2 separate regions of the Mus musculus genome follow, and region 2 is linked to region 1. A link is a contact called in public Hi-C data. All regions are on one chromosome and are shown on one strand. The core of a region is the stretch at or near the end of the contact, and the rest is flanking DNA. Distances in the headings are between cores, read along the strand shown.

Region 1 (6,516 bases), core at 1,354-3,853:
GCCTGCAGACAAATGCACCATGGAAAGGCACTCAGTCCAGCAAGATCTAGCCAGGGTGGCTCAAACTTCTGAAGTCTGATACCAGGCAGTTAGTTTATTTTAGACATATTTAAATACAGAACAAATTTGGAAAATAGTTCCCTGTAACAATTATCTCCATGCACAATAAAGGTTAAAGTGTGACTGCATCAAAACTACTAAATGAACATGTGATGGGTCCCATAGCTTAAGGAACTAGGGGAAGATCTGAGGTCACCAGGCACATGTGGCATCTCCCCAAAGGATGGGTTCTGTTGATGGACAAACAAAGCTAAAGATAAAGGCTTATGTGAAAATGCTGGTACAGTGGACTCACGGAATTGGAAAAAAAGATGGTGGAGCAGAGCTTCGTGCCTCAGAGAACCACCAATCTATACCCTTCACTGTTGCATCTCAGCCAGCTGCAAGCACAAAGATTGTGTCTGACAAGCAAAGAGCCAGGAGCAGGGGTGACACCTACAACTGCGGCCTGAAGCTCCCTTAGAAACAGGTCAATCAATACAGAATAGGGCTCACCCTAGGCCTGCTGGCTAGCCCCAGCATGGAGCCACCCTGGTAGCATCTAGTGCTGCTTGTCCTGCTGGGAGATGAAAGGCACAGGCATCAGTGCTGCCCACATCTGACAAGCCTAACCCTGTCAGCTGGCACGGAGGACAGGATGGTGTGCAGCAGGCAGCCTGGAGCTCCCTTGGAAACATGCCACTACTGAATAGGGCTGCTGCCCTTGACCTCTCGGCCAGCCAGCCATCAACGCTGAGCCACTGTGACTGGAGAACCAGGTAGAGTGGTGCTGCCTGCAGCCTGTAAGCTCAACAGGAGACCTGACAGCTGGTCCCCAGCATGAAGCTGCTGCAACTGCAGCTTACACTGTTTGCCCTGTTGGAAGACAGATAGTGCAGAGCTGTGGTGCCCACATGCTACAAGTACAAAGGGCAAGCCTGGCGAGCCTGGGGCAGTCTACATCAAGGCCTTGGAGGTGTGAGGCAGCCAGGAGCTCTTGCAGAACCTAGCCACAACGTCACCCTTACTCTGGGCGACAGCAGGACATCCGAGACTCTTGGTAATGGTCCAATATTTATGGTGCTTCAGGAACCTTAAACCAGACCTCATTGTGATGAATATTAGCATGTAGATCTGTACACCATGTGACACTGTACAGTTTCCAGGGCTACTACCATCAACAGTTATACGAGGGAGAGGTAGGAAAGACTGAGGAGCGGAGAAGCAGTGACATAGAGCTAGGGACTGGGCGGTGATGTCAGGCGTGAGAGAAGGCTGCTGTGGACAGGGGTTGCAGAGTAGAGTTGACAGGGTGATGGGAAGCAGCCTGGAGTCTGCTCTTCTACAGGGACCCGGGGCGCCCAGGGAGCCCTGCTTATATGCACCCCAGCACAGGAGAAGGCTCCGTGGCCACGTGGGATTGGTCAGTCTGCAGGCACCCAATTTGCATGCACTCACAAGGGAGGGGTTGGCGCCAAATTCGAATTGACACCTGCGCAGTGGTGGTGTTTATGACAACGGCAACCGGAAACCGGCGCCATCTTGGAGTTGGCTTCCCACACTGGAGCTTGTGCAGACTCAGCCCCAAACATACTACTCAGCCACATGATTGCCCTGGTTCTGAGAAGCAACAGAATGCCGGAGATGAAAATCAGTTCTTTTCATGAGTGGACTGCCTCAAAGAGCTCTATCGCCCATGCTTCCCCTGGAGCCCATTTCCTTAGTCTGCTACCACAGGCCCTGTTGAGGCCTGAGGTTCATGTGGATTGTTCGTGACTGGGCTGCCACTAGAGGCCGGGTAGATGTCTATAGTCTGTTAGACTACAGGAAGCCATGTTGGTGTCCATGGTCTCCAGATTGGCACTAGAGGCTATGTCGATGTGAGTGGCCTGTGCAACCACCTGAGGCCATTCTGAAGTCCCTAGTTCATGTGGTTGCCAGAAACTTTGTAAAAGTCCATGATCTGTGTTCCTGCTGACTGTAAAAGGCAAGGAAGCTACTATTTCCGTGGTATCACTGACTACAGACTCACAGTTGAGAAAGCTTCTGTGACGCCTCCTCCCCGTGAAAACCACAGCAGCCTAGATAGAAAGCCATCAAAGAGAACTGTTAAAACATTGTGATAAGGATGCTGAAGTGTAGTTCTCCATAATGGCTTCTGGCAGGAGTGTGGTTAGGGAAGGACTCAGTTTTCTTTAAGGTGCCGGCTACTGTAATGTGACCATACTCCACTGAGTATATAGACAACATACATTGGACTTGGTTTTTATATTATTTTTTCTTCTTTTGTAGAAGGAGGTCACAACAGTGGGGAGGAGGCAGACCTGGGAGGATCAGGGTTCACGATGTGAAATTCCCAAATAAACAAGAAAAAAAATACTATATTGAAAAAATAAAAAAGGAAAGGAAGAAGATGAGATGGAAGAGGGAAAGCCAGTAGTGGTTTATCTTATTTGTTAATAATGTGCCACAGTCTTTATTTGAAAACTGAAAGGCGTACAGAGTGAATATCTTTGTAGGCTCTGTAGAGGGCAGTGCGAGTGAGACATTCAGTGGTTTGCACAAGCCTTCAGAGACAGAAATCTGAGAAATCTTGACATCTTACTGGTGCATCAGAGGAGATGCACACATGGGGAGTATTTGTCTTTAGATGTCAATACTGGGCACATGCAAGGAAGAGAAGGTGGAGCCAGAACAGAGGTAGCTCTATTTTAGTATCAGGGTTTATATGTCTATGTACAGAGCCTCCTGGTCAGCATATCTAGGAAGTATTGATTTCATATTTAAGAAAGGATGTTTCTGATTCTTCAGCTCTGAACTTTACTTATCTATGGTTCCTGTTTCATATAGTTTGAAAAATGAATTTATGCCATAGGTACAACTCTGTTGCAGGCAGAGACCTTGAAGTTCATTGTTACCATAGAACCTTAAGTTTGTGAGACCCATTTCTGGGAAATGGATAACCCAGGATAAGCAGCCTTATAAGATGTGATCAATTCAATACTTACATTCAAAATATTTTGATATATTAGTATGAAAGTAAACTACACTGACCTGCATTATGTGTGCACTGACCTGCATTATATGTTCTAGACTTGGTCCCATGGACTGGAATTGTCTCTGGTGTTTCTCAGTGTAGAGAAATGTTCTAAAATCCCTCAAGGAATATAGCTCTAAAGTATCAATAGGATGAACTGTAATTATTATTGCTATTGTACGACTTCATTTAAATATGCATAAACACAAAAGGAAGTATAGTTCTTATTCATATAATATACATAAACCAAACTAAATAAGAAAACATTATGGTCAGCCAAATGCTGAGTTTCAACAGCTCAGAGTGGTGAGCTAGTGTGTCCCTGGAAGCGAATGTTCCAGCATTCTAGAGAAGGACTTTCAGCCACCAGGCGCAGGCTTCATTCTCCCACAGGCCTTCTAGAATGATTCAGCGCTTTTTCTCCCTCTGCTGTTAGATCTTATTCACGGAGCAAGCTAGTATTAGTATCCTTAGTAACTGCAGCATCTACCAAGCAACAATTTCTTTTTCTTTTCTCAGTGTTCTCACACAGTTGAATGTTTATAACCCGCCCACGCAGTCATTAACAGATAAGTGTAAATTGTGTGATTACACACAGGTAAGAAGAGATCTTTCAGAATGTTTTTATTTTGTTCAGAGAATCATTTTGAGAACACAGAACATTCTAGGAGACATTAAAGCAACAGCAGCGTAGCCCACTCAGGTCTCTTAGCATGAATTTTGCTCATTGTTTTCTTTTCAAGATGATCTTAATTGCTCATTTTTGTGTTTCTGTTAAAGATATTTACTACATAATGTCATGAGCACAGCGTGCTAGAAACATAGATGGATATGTTTGTGTCTTACTGCAGTATCAGTTTATTAAAAAACAGTGAATTCACATTTACTAGTTATTTTCCACATTGCTGTGACTATAAGCCTGAAAAAAAAAAAGCAATTTAAAGAGGTTCAGAGGGATGCAGTCGCTCATGGGGGATGAGGCATAGCAACGGGAGCAGCCGAATTCATGGTATCTTTCAGGAGTTTAGTCACTCAGATAGCTCTCTTTCTCTCCCTCCTCTCTCCCCTATCCCATCCCATCCCTTCCCTCCCCTCCCCTACCCCTGCCCTCCCCTCTCCTCCCCTCCACCCCTACCTTCTCTGAGTAAGAGGATCATAAGCATGCATCACCATGCTCAGTCTATATAGTGCTGGGAATCAAACTGAAGGTTTTATATGTGTAAGGCATGCACTCCACTAACTGTTCTACCCCCTTAATCTGGCATTCTCTTTATTCTGGCCAGGAACCCAGCCCATAGGATGATGTTTCACACTTCCCTGGTGATTAATTTCCCCTTTTAACACCCTTACCAATATATCCAAAATGCTTTTCAGAAGATTATAAATTGACCATATGAGCTAGCTATCACAATAGCTGGCCATTAGAAAATTACAAGCTCTTTTGTGCTAGTCTTAATTATTAGTCTTACCTGTGAAACCCTAGGTTATATTTCACACAGTATACACACAGGTTACACCTTGTCTACAGAAGAGTTCAAGAAGCCGGAGTTCAGAGGCCATGTGAAAAGCAGCTGCTCCCAGGGCTGCTGAGTCCAGAGGGACTGCTATTGGAGGCCAGCAGAACTGAGCCATAGGATCAAAATTGAGAGATAGCATCGAGTTTATCTGCAGGGCTATAGATTCATCAATGTGAGATACAGGATTTGGTTCAGATAGATGTACTAGTACATAGACAAATGGATAGAGGGTTGGATGGACAGGTAACAAGTCAAATGGACCATGTTGGCTGAGCTGAAGCCCCAGGGACACCTGGTGTCTGCTGCCTGTCAGTCAGTCCCTTGAAATGTTCACAGGCTGCTCAGTGACTGGACCCTTTTACTACCTTATAGTTAAATATCCTTCTTTCTGTGGGGTCCAGGCAAGTATGGTGCCCTTTAGTTGGTTTGTGGTGTCTCTTGGGCCTGGTTTTCTACATATGGGTTTAATTCCACCATGTGCTTGTGTTCATAGTCTGTATTGATAAGTGCCATCTACTTACAGTCTACACCCCATGGTCAGTGCTGGACAGGTATGGCATGGTTTTGCAGACATGTTGCATTGTCACTGTTGTCCTGCCTGTGTTTACAACACTCAGCGTGGAGCCAGCTGGTGTTGTGTAATAGGGCATAACCTGAAAGCCACTGTTGCTCACCATTTGGAGGAATTTAATGAAGTATACTGCCTGATATAAACAAATAACATTTTGGGGGGGTGGGAGGGAGTTCTCCTCACTTTCCTGAAATAAAACTGTACTGTATTTGTTACAAACATTTCATTGTGGATGAACTTGTTTTCTATGACTCTTCTCAAATTTAGAATCATTCCCAATTTGTAGAGAAGCTTTTAAGGGCAAAATACTTCAGTCTAATGCATTTATTATTGTTTGGTTCCTCTAAGCATGTATGCAGGAGACCGATAAAGTGTTACTTGCATTCCAGATTCAGCAGCCCTAATCTAGAATCCAAGTGTTATCTTCACAATTGCTCTGTAGCCCAGGCTGGCCCTCAGCTGGCAGTTCTCCCACCTCAGCCTCACAGCTGCTAGGTCATAGGCATGTGCCACGCAGCCTAGTGGAATTAGATTTCCTATAAAGAGAACTCAATCCTGTGAAGTATGAAAATGGCCCTTAAAAGTCTTTTACTTCTTTAAGAAATTGTTTTTGCTATTTTTTTCTGTCTTTACCCATCAAAGCATGTTTTCTTTCCTCATTAAAACATTGTCATCTATTGAAATGTATTAAGAATAACCAGATAATGTAAAAAGATTTGCTATGTATATTTTATATTTGGGGAGGGGTAAAATTACGCTTTTTATAATTCAAGTAATAATTGTCTTTTCTGTTCTTTACACAGAAGGCTAGACCCTCTATCATGCAGGTAAATAATGCCTTTTGCCTGTATGTATGTATGTATTTCCAGTGTTCTTTCTCTTTAGATACTGTAATAACACTAACGATGTGTTTTCTTGTAGGATGCTGTAACCCTTTGTTCCTATCCTTTCATCTTTGATGCCCAAGCTAAGACCAAGATGCTGCAGACTGATGCCGAGTTACAGATGCAGGTGGCTTGTTCAGAATTGCCCTCTCCTTTTACCATTCTTTTCATTGTCCACCTTCCAGAGTGAAGTTTTATTATGACATTAAAGAGTCATATTTTTTAATAATGCCGTTATTTTATTTTTTGAGAAATGCTCAAATTGTAGTCTAGGCTTCTTTTGGAAAAATTCTGTTTAGAAATGGATCATATTGTCACACACACACATAATTTTATATATATGTAAATTGTGTGTGGTGTGTGGTGTGTGTGTGTGTGTGTGTGTGTGATTATACTTTGTTCTTTGCCTTTCCATTATCCTCTATCTCCCTCTGAGACACACTCTTACTGGTCTGCTTCTCCCAGGAA
Region 2 (6,516 bases), core at 1,895-4,394, 140 kb after region 1:
ATGAACTGTAAGAATGATATAAATATTTTAGAATCTTTAAACAAAACTAGGGAAGAGGGTGCAGAGGATTGGCCTTCAGTTGTCAGCTCCCAATCACGTGTAACTCGAGTCCCAGGGGATCCAATGTTGTTTTGTTTTGTTTTTTGACCTGCAAAGGTTCATGCATACCTCTGTCTGTCAAAAAATTAAAATATAAATATAAATCTTTAAAAAATAAAAATGTGAGACAATTTGAATTTTTTTCTTTTTAGGACCTAATAAGACTTCATTTTTAATTTAGGTCATTTGAAATGAAGTGTAAGAAATGAGAATTTTACAAAGGGACAGAATTTGAACACTCAATCTCTACAAAGCTTTCACTGAAGCCCACGCATGTCTGAGTCAAGCCTATGCTGGAAACTCCACAGAAAAAAGAAGATTGGAAAGAGGACCAAGGTGCGTTAAATCATTCTCACTCTTTAACTTGGTGTGCATTCTCATCTCAGTTATAAATCGGGGGTATTAAAATATCTTCTACGCCTTCGGAAGGGATGCAAAGGAAGGCTAAAAAGTCACCTATGAAAATTATAACTTAGGTAGACATTATTACAGTACAAGTGTACCCTCTAATAACATCAGACACGTAGATGAGGTTGAATAAAACACAGGGTGAAACATATCCATCGAGGTGCATCTGTTATTACTCTAATCTTGCTGTGTATTACAGAATTTACCGCATGGCATTGCAATTGCCTGGTGATGTTTCTGCGTCCTCACTAGTGTGGGACAGCAGAACTTGTGTCTTAATTTCCTTACTGGCAGGGCAGTAGTGTTTGATCAAGGAGAAAACATTAAACAATGTTGTAAGTTTTGTTTGAACAGGCAAAACTGAAAAGAATACCTCCCATAAGGCCATAATATTAAATATGCTATGTGCCAATGTTAGGCAGCATAGTGTCAGATTACTACATGGACCAGCTGTCAATAGATTTCTACAAGCTATAATCATTAACTAGAATTCACACCAGTATTTTCAATGCACTATTCACCATGAATTGCTTTACTTCTTGTTTAAAGCTAATATTTTACCTATTTATTTCAATTCAGTTTCAAGCACTCTGGCACTGAAACCTTGCACGAGTCTATAAACTCTCTCCTTTGGGAGCTTGAGGATGGGATCCTCAGCAATGGGGATCATTTCTATAACAAACATGGAGAACAACAGCCAAAGACATTGGCCTGAGATCTGAAGAGAGACACCCTGCAAGATCATGAGCGATTCGGCATAAACACTTAGACTCACAAGGGACCTCTGTGCAGAAAGCCTCATCATACACACCTGGCCGTTGTCTTCAAGAAGTGTATAATCAAAAGCAGAAATAAACTGCAAGTGAAGATTGCCAGGGGATCAATCATCCCTGCCATGGGGCTTGGAAGTAAGGGGACATTGAGTGCACAGTGAGCTGGTGAGGAGTGACCAGAGAGACAAAAGTCATGACTCAGCATTCTGCAATGCACACTGAGATTTCTAGTTTCACTATAGCGACCAACAATGTAAAATAGTTTTCAGGAACTCACATGGTCATTTTTGCTCTACATAGCAGGCATTCTATTTTTGTGTAGCTACAACAGGGCTTAGTAATGGCCAATACTTTTTATCTAAAACATGACCTGCTTAGAGATCTTGAGGACCGACATCATTGGAAGGACAAAAGTTCCCAACCTAACAATTAGATATTAAAACTCCAAAAAGTGTACATTAGTTTTGTTCTCTTAGAAATTTCAAGCATGGGGACTTTTCCACCAAATCAATGTAGAATTATAGATTACTCTACACAGCACTTTCTTCTACATTAAGTATCAATTCTCTGATAAGGTACTCTGAACACCACATCAAGTTCCTATTACAGTGGACATGTCAGGACAGCAAAAGAAAAACAACCACACTGGCTCTCACCACAGCCAGCCTGAAGGAATCTCTTTACCAAAAATGATACACTTTTAAAATCATATTTCTGTTGCTAAAGCACAAACAAAATATACATGGGATTGTTTCTTTTCAGTAAATTCATTTCATCTAAGTATTTTCAATAAATTGCCATTACTGTCTGATTTTTGACAATACCATTTTCCATAGAAAACTGTAAATGAAACATATATATGAAGTCAAATGTCACTATCACTAAGTAATTGCAATTCAGATGTAACCATATGATTAGCACAAGTCAGTTTTTAAACTATGAACTGTGACCTTGGGCGGCTCAGACTTTCTGTGGGGACAGGACTCAGTGATTTCTGTAGTGGCTTTAACACACAGCACTCAGCACTCGGGTCTACTTCACCAGCAGTGTGCTTCCTAACAGCCAGGGCTATGTACAGTTAGTTACCTTTATTTATTTCTATAGGACTCAGAGAGACACCCCACCCCCTGCCCCCATCACAGTCCTCAAAAGCAAAGCCAGAACCCTGTGCTCTATCACTCTTACACAGCATTTTTTTTTTCCTTTTTGGTTTTTGTTTTTGTTTTGTTATTTTTTTCCAAGCGTCATTTGGGTAACCAATCTACCTAGAATTATTCAAGGAAAAACATTGTTCTCAACCTTTATTCCGATAACTACAATATACTTGAAGAAAGTCCTTGCCTAGAGAGCAGAGAATCAGATCCATCTATGAGCTCTAACAGCCTGGAGACCCAGGAAGCCCATTCAGTTTGCTTTGCTTCGGTTTGCAGAGGTATTGTCTTAAATACACTTCCCTTAAAAGAAGGTATAGCTGAACCCAATAATCATGAGCAACTACACAAAAGTGTCAGTGAAAGAGAAGTGCGCTATTTAAATGTTTCTATCTGGTCTGAGGAAAGAGCACTGTGCAGAACAGACTGCAAGGTTTGCAGCCTGTTACTAATGATGCCGAGAGCACTGGCCAAGTACGCTGCCCAGAAAATACCAAACAGCATAAGAAGCAGAGAACACTACCTTCGCAGCGGCATGATTTCACAAGCCATCCTCGTGTGCGAATCTGCACGGGATCCCCGAGTGCCTTCCAGTCAAGCCCTGTGTGCAGGACCCGCGGAACACACAACCTGCTGCAGCTGACACTGCCTCTCCACCTCCAGCTGCAGGCAAGGATATTTATCGGCTGCCTCCACATTTACACTGCAGTCCACTTTGACCTTTTGTTCCAGCGAAGCAGCTGAAACCCAGAGCCAATCAGAGGCGGAGCAGTGGAGTGTGAAAGGCTGCTCCTCCTCCTGATCCTCCTCCCGCTTCTCCCGCTCCTCCTTCTGTCCCCACCCCACTTTGCTCTGCTCGCTGCTTAGTGGGCTTGGCAAGCCCCAGCAACCTGAAACTTTCCTCTGAGAGGTTCCAGACAAGTCTGTCAGTCTGTGAAGAGCAACCAATAACTGCAGAGGAGCCCAATCCTGCATGGCTCAAAGTGCAAGAAAAGCCAGCAAGGAAATGCAGTGTCAAGGACAGACAGCGTCCCTTAAGGTCCCGTTTCTTTGAGGCCCAAGTTGGACTGCACCTTGTTTTTTTCTAAAATAAATAAACAAATAAAAACTACCCAAACAGTAGCCAGAGAAAGCTTTTCCAGATTGTTCTAGGCTTTTCCTGACGAAATACCTGAACCCTTGCCCTACCCACAGTTTCTTCCCCAGATACTTATTTACACTAGGTTGTGAGCAGTTCCTGGTGACATCACTCAAGGGGAAGAGGACAAGGTGCCCTAACTGGATTCAGGTCTTCAGGAGATCAAAACATCTACTGGTGTGGCCCTTCTGTTTGTTGTTTTTACATTCTACCCAAAATGTCAACTGCACTTGGAAGAGATTTGTTTCTTATTATATATTCTTATATTTTACAAAACCAATTTTTCCAATAAGATTTTCTAAGTGCTTGTAAATGATCTTTTATTATTTTGTATCTCACATATGTGTGTGTGTGTGTGTGTGTGTGTGTGTGTGTGTTTGCCTGCATCTGCATGGCATGTGTGACTGTTGCCTAAGGGGGCCAGAAGAGGGCATTGAATCCTCTGGAACTAGAGTTACAGATGGCTAAGTGGCCATGCTGGGAACCAAACCTGGGTCCTCCAGAAGAGCAGCCAGTTCTCCAGCCCCTGTAATTTCTTCAGGGCCACTCACTATTTCTAGGGAAGTAATTGTAGTTCACAGGCTTCATACAATGCAAGAAACACATCTTGTACAATTTATTTCATATTATGCAAATTTAATAAGTTCTAACACAGCCTACTTTCGCATTAACCTGATACAAGCTAGAGTTACATAGAAGGAAAGAATCTCAATTGAGAATAGCTTTTAAGACCTTTTTCTTAATTAGTAACTGGACGGGGAGGGCCATTGTGGATGGTGCCACCCTGGGCTGGTGGTCCTGTGTTCTATAACAAATCGAGGTAAGCATGTCACGATGAGCAGGCCAGTAAGCAGCATTGGTCCACAGGTTCTGCATCAGCTCCTGCTTCTAGGTTCCTGCCCTCTTGGAGTTCCTGTCCTGGCTTTTTTAAATCATGAATTTAATGTGCAAGTGTGAGCCAAATAGTGTGTGAGGGCGCGCATGAGCGTGCGCGCGCACACACACACACACACACACACACACACACACACATTTGCTTTCTGGTCATGATGTTTTCATTGCAGTAATAGAAACCCTAACTAAGACATATTGCAAATTAAAATTACCTGTGCTTATAGAAAACATTTACATTTTAGTAAGAGTTTTGATAGTTTATTAAAATAACCTTGGCATGAAGGAATACCTTCTGCAAATAAAAGGCAGAGACACCCACACACAAACACACACACATACAGAGAGAGAGAGTCAAAAATCCTTACGTGTTCACCTTGTAACTATGAACTTTGATCTTAGATTAGAGAGGACATACATTTCCCCCATTTTAACTAGGATAGATTAGTGTAAAGCCTATGACTAGAAAAGCCATTTTCTTTTCCTCTAGTCATACCTTGAAATCTATTAAGGGTTTCTGGTGGGACTAATAAAAAGCATGCCTGATTCTTTTCATTCTCAAAGGCTTAGAGGACTAATCATTTTGCTGCTGTTGTTGTTGTTATTTTATAGTTTCATTGTCAAGAAAAGTGACCTACCCTAGCTGTGTTTTGGTTTTGAATGCATGTATGTAGGTAAACAGAAGCACCAGATGCCCAGCAAAACATTCTTAAAGCTACATCTACAGCCACCCCTAGACATCAGCTAAGGAATCCCAGTCAGAACTATAACACTAGAGTCACTGGTTGAAGATTTCTAGGCAGAACACCCTCTCTGTTCTCTCCACAGATGAGCATCTCATTAGCTGCCTTTACTATTCACATCTCTATGTCACGACATAAGTAACAGCATCCCGTGTTGGAAATAATTTACCCTAAGGACACAATGACTTGACCCTTGAGCTGTGTTGTTTTCTTCTTTTCCTTGTCACAGAGTCAGGGGCCAGTGTGACCCAGGCAGGGGTTTGGGAAGACATTGAGATAAACATGCTTGAATCTGAAATGGGAGCTCCAAGTCCTTTCTTCTAGGCAAGCTTCTCAGTGAGTTTAACCAGCACAGGATACTGTGCCAATGTGGCATACATACAAAAGGCATTTTCTGCTCTGTGAAACTGAACTTACTTGTTATATTGGACAGAAAATTTGCTGCTGGATCTTACCACAATTTGGTTGGAGCAAATGTACCTGTACTCCTTATCAACCTGCATAGAAGTTGTCCAAATGAATCATATCTGCTGGGTCACTCTTTGGGAACAGGAATTGACAAGCCTCAGAAGGTGATGACTTCAGCTGTTGTTTTCTTTTTAATGCATCTCTCCTACTGTAACTGAGAGGCAAAAGCAACAGCAAGAGTACCCATGTAACAGTGCCATGGGGCTAAAACGAGACCAGATAAGTATAAAGCAATGCAATTTTGGGGTATGGGAATGGAGAACATTCTATATCAGAGGAAAATGAACCTAGACATGCCAGGCAAAGAAAGCAAGCACTAAAGCACAGCAGAGCCTACATTGCCATTATCCATTCTCCTATGTCTCCAGGCAGGCCAATCCAGCAATAGCTGAATTCCCACTAACAGTAGACTGTCTAGAACCTGGCAATTTATCCCTTGAATTTCTGTTGGGTTCTGTGCTTTACTGATATTCTACCCTAGACCACCAAATGAAGTGAAAATTTCTGGTTTCTTTGGATAAGCAGTTATGTCATGCGATGTCTTCCTGGAAGCTGTCTTTTGAGTATGGTTTGCTGAGGCAGACACTTGAGAGGACGCACAGTGTTTGAGTATAAGTAGAACCTGACAGACAGTGCATTGGTTCACCTTTCAATGTTTCTCAGGTCTTCATTGATGATGCTCTTGTATTGGTACTCTTTGCAATGCTTTGCTGGTCTTTGCTGATCTTTACTTGTTGTGACTTTGTAGAGAATGACACACCAAAGAACTGCTCAAGGCATTTTGGCTGATTTTTGCTGCTTTTGTGGACTTCTGTGCCAATTTTGTGGCAGTTCGAGATTTCTTC

The links. A called contact is a pair of places that touch in the nucleus more often than the background predicts.
Region 2: a contact with region 1 is called in a Hi-C map of olfactory sensory neurons, with 1.8 times the contacts expected there. The contact joins the promoter of Fam13a here to the enhancer-like site in region 1. A contact is called at or near these places in 3 of 39 promoter capture datasets (the C10 cell line, cranial neural crest and neural stem cells), 3 of 484 Hi-C or Micro-C datasets (the C10 cell line, nephron progenitors and olfactory sensory neurons), 2 of 115 datasets of contacts at active chromatin or transcription factors (the NIH/3T3 cell line and embryonic stem cells) and 3 of 9 other capture datasets (adipose tissue, liver and pancreatic islet).

The regions. Positions count from the first base shown.
Region 1 is chr6:58,878,983-58,885,498 of GRCm38.p6, forward strand. It overlaps Herc3 (hect domain and RLD 3), which reads left to right. Exons shown (of 26, transcript NM_001361966.1): 17 at 5,968-5,991; 18 at 6,086-6,175. Among named protein-coding and RNA genes, the nearest start is that of Nap1l5, 25 kb to the right of the region's middle. Within about 2 kb of position 2,604, at least 48 of the 459 cell types and tissues checked have an H3K27ac peak or open chromatin away from gene starts, as enhancers often do. A contact at or near this core is called in the NIH/3T3 cell line, adipose tissue and olfactory sensory neurons, where this site is marked.
Region 2 is chr6:59,021,358-59,027,873 of GRCm38.p6, forward strand. Fam13a (family with sequence similarity 13, member A) reads right to left here and starts at 3,145. Exons shown (of 18, transcript NM_153574.2): 1 at 2,955-3,145. The coding sequence starts at 2,983. It overlaps Gm52905 (a long non-coding RNA gene), which reads left to right. Exons shown (of 2, transcript XR_003956447.1): 1 at 1-435; 2 at 1,087-3,553.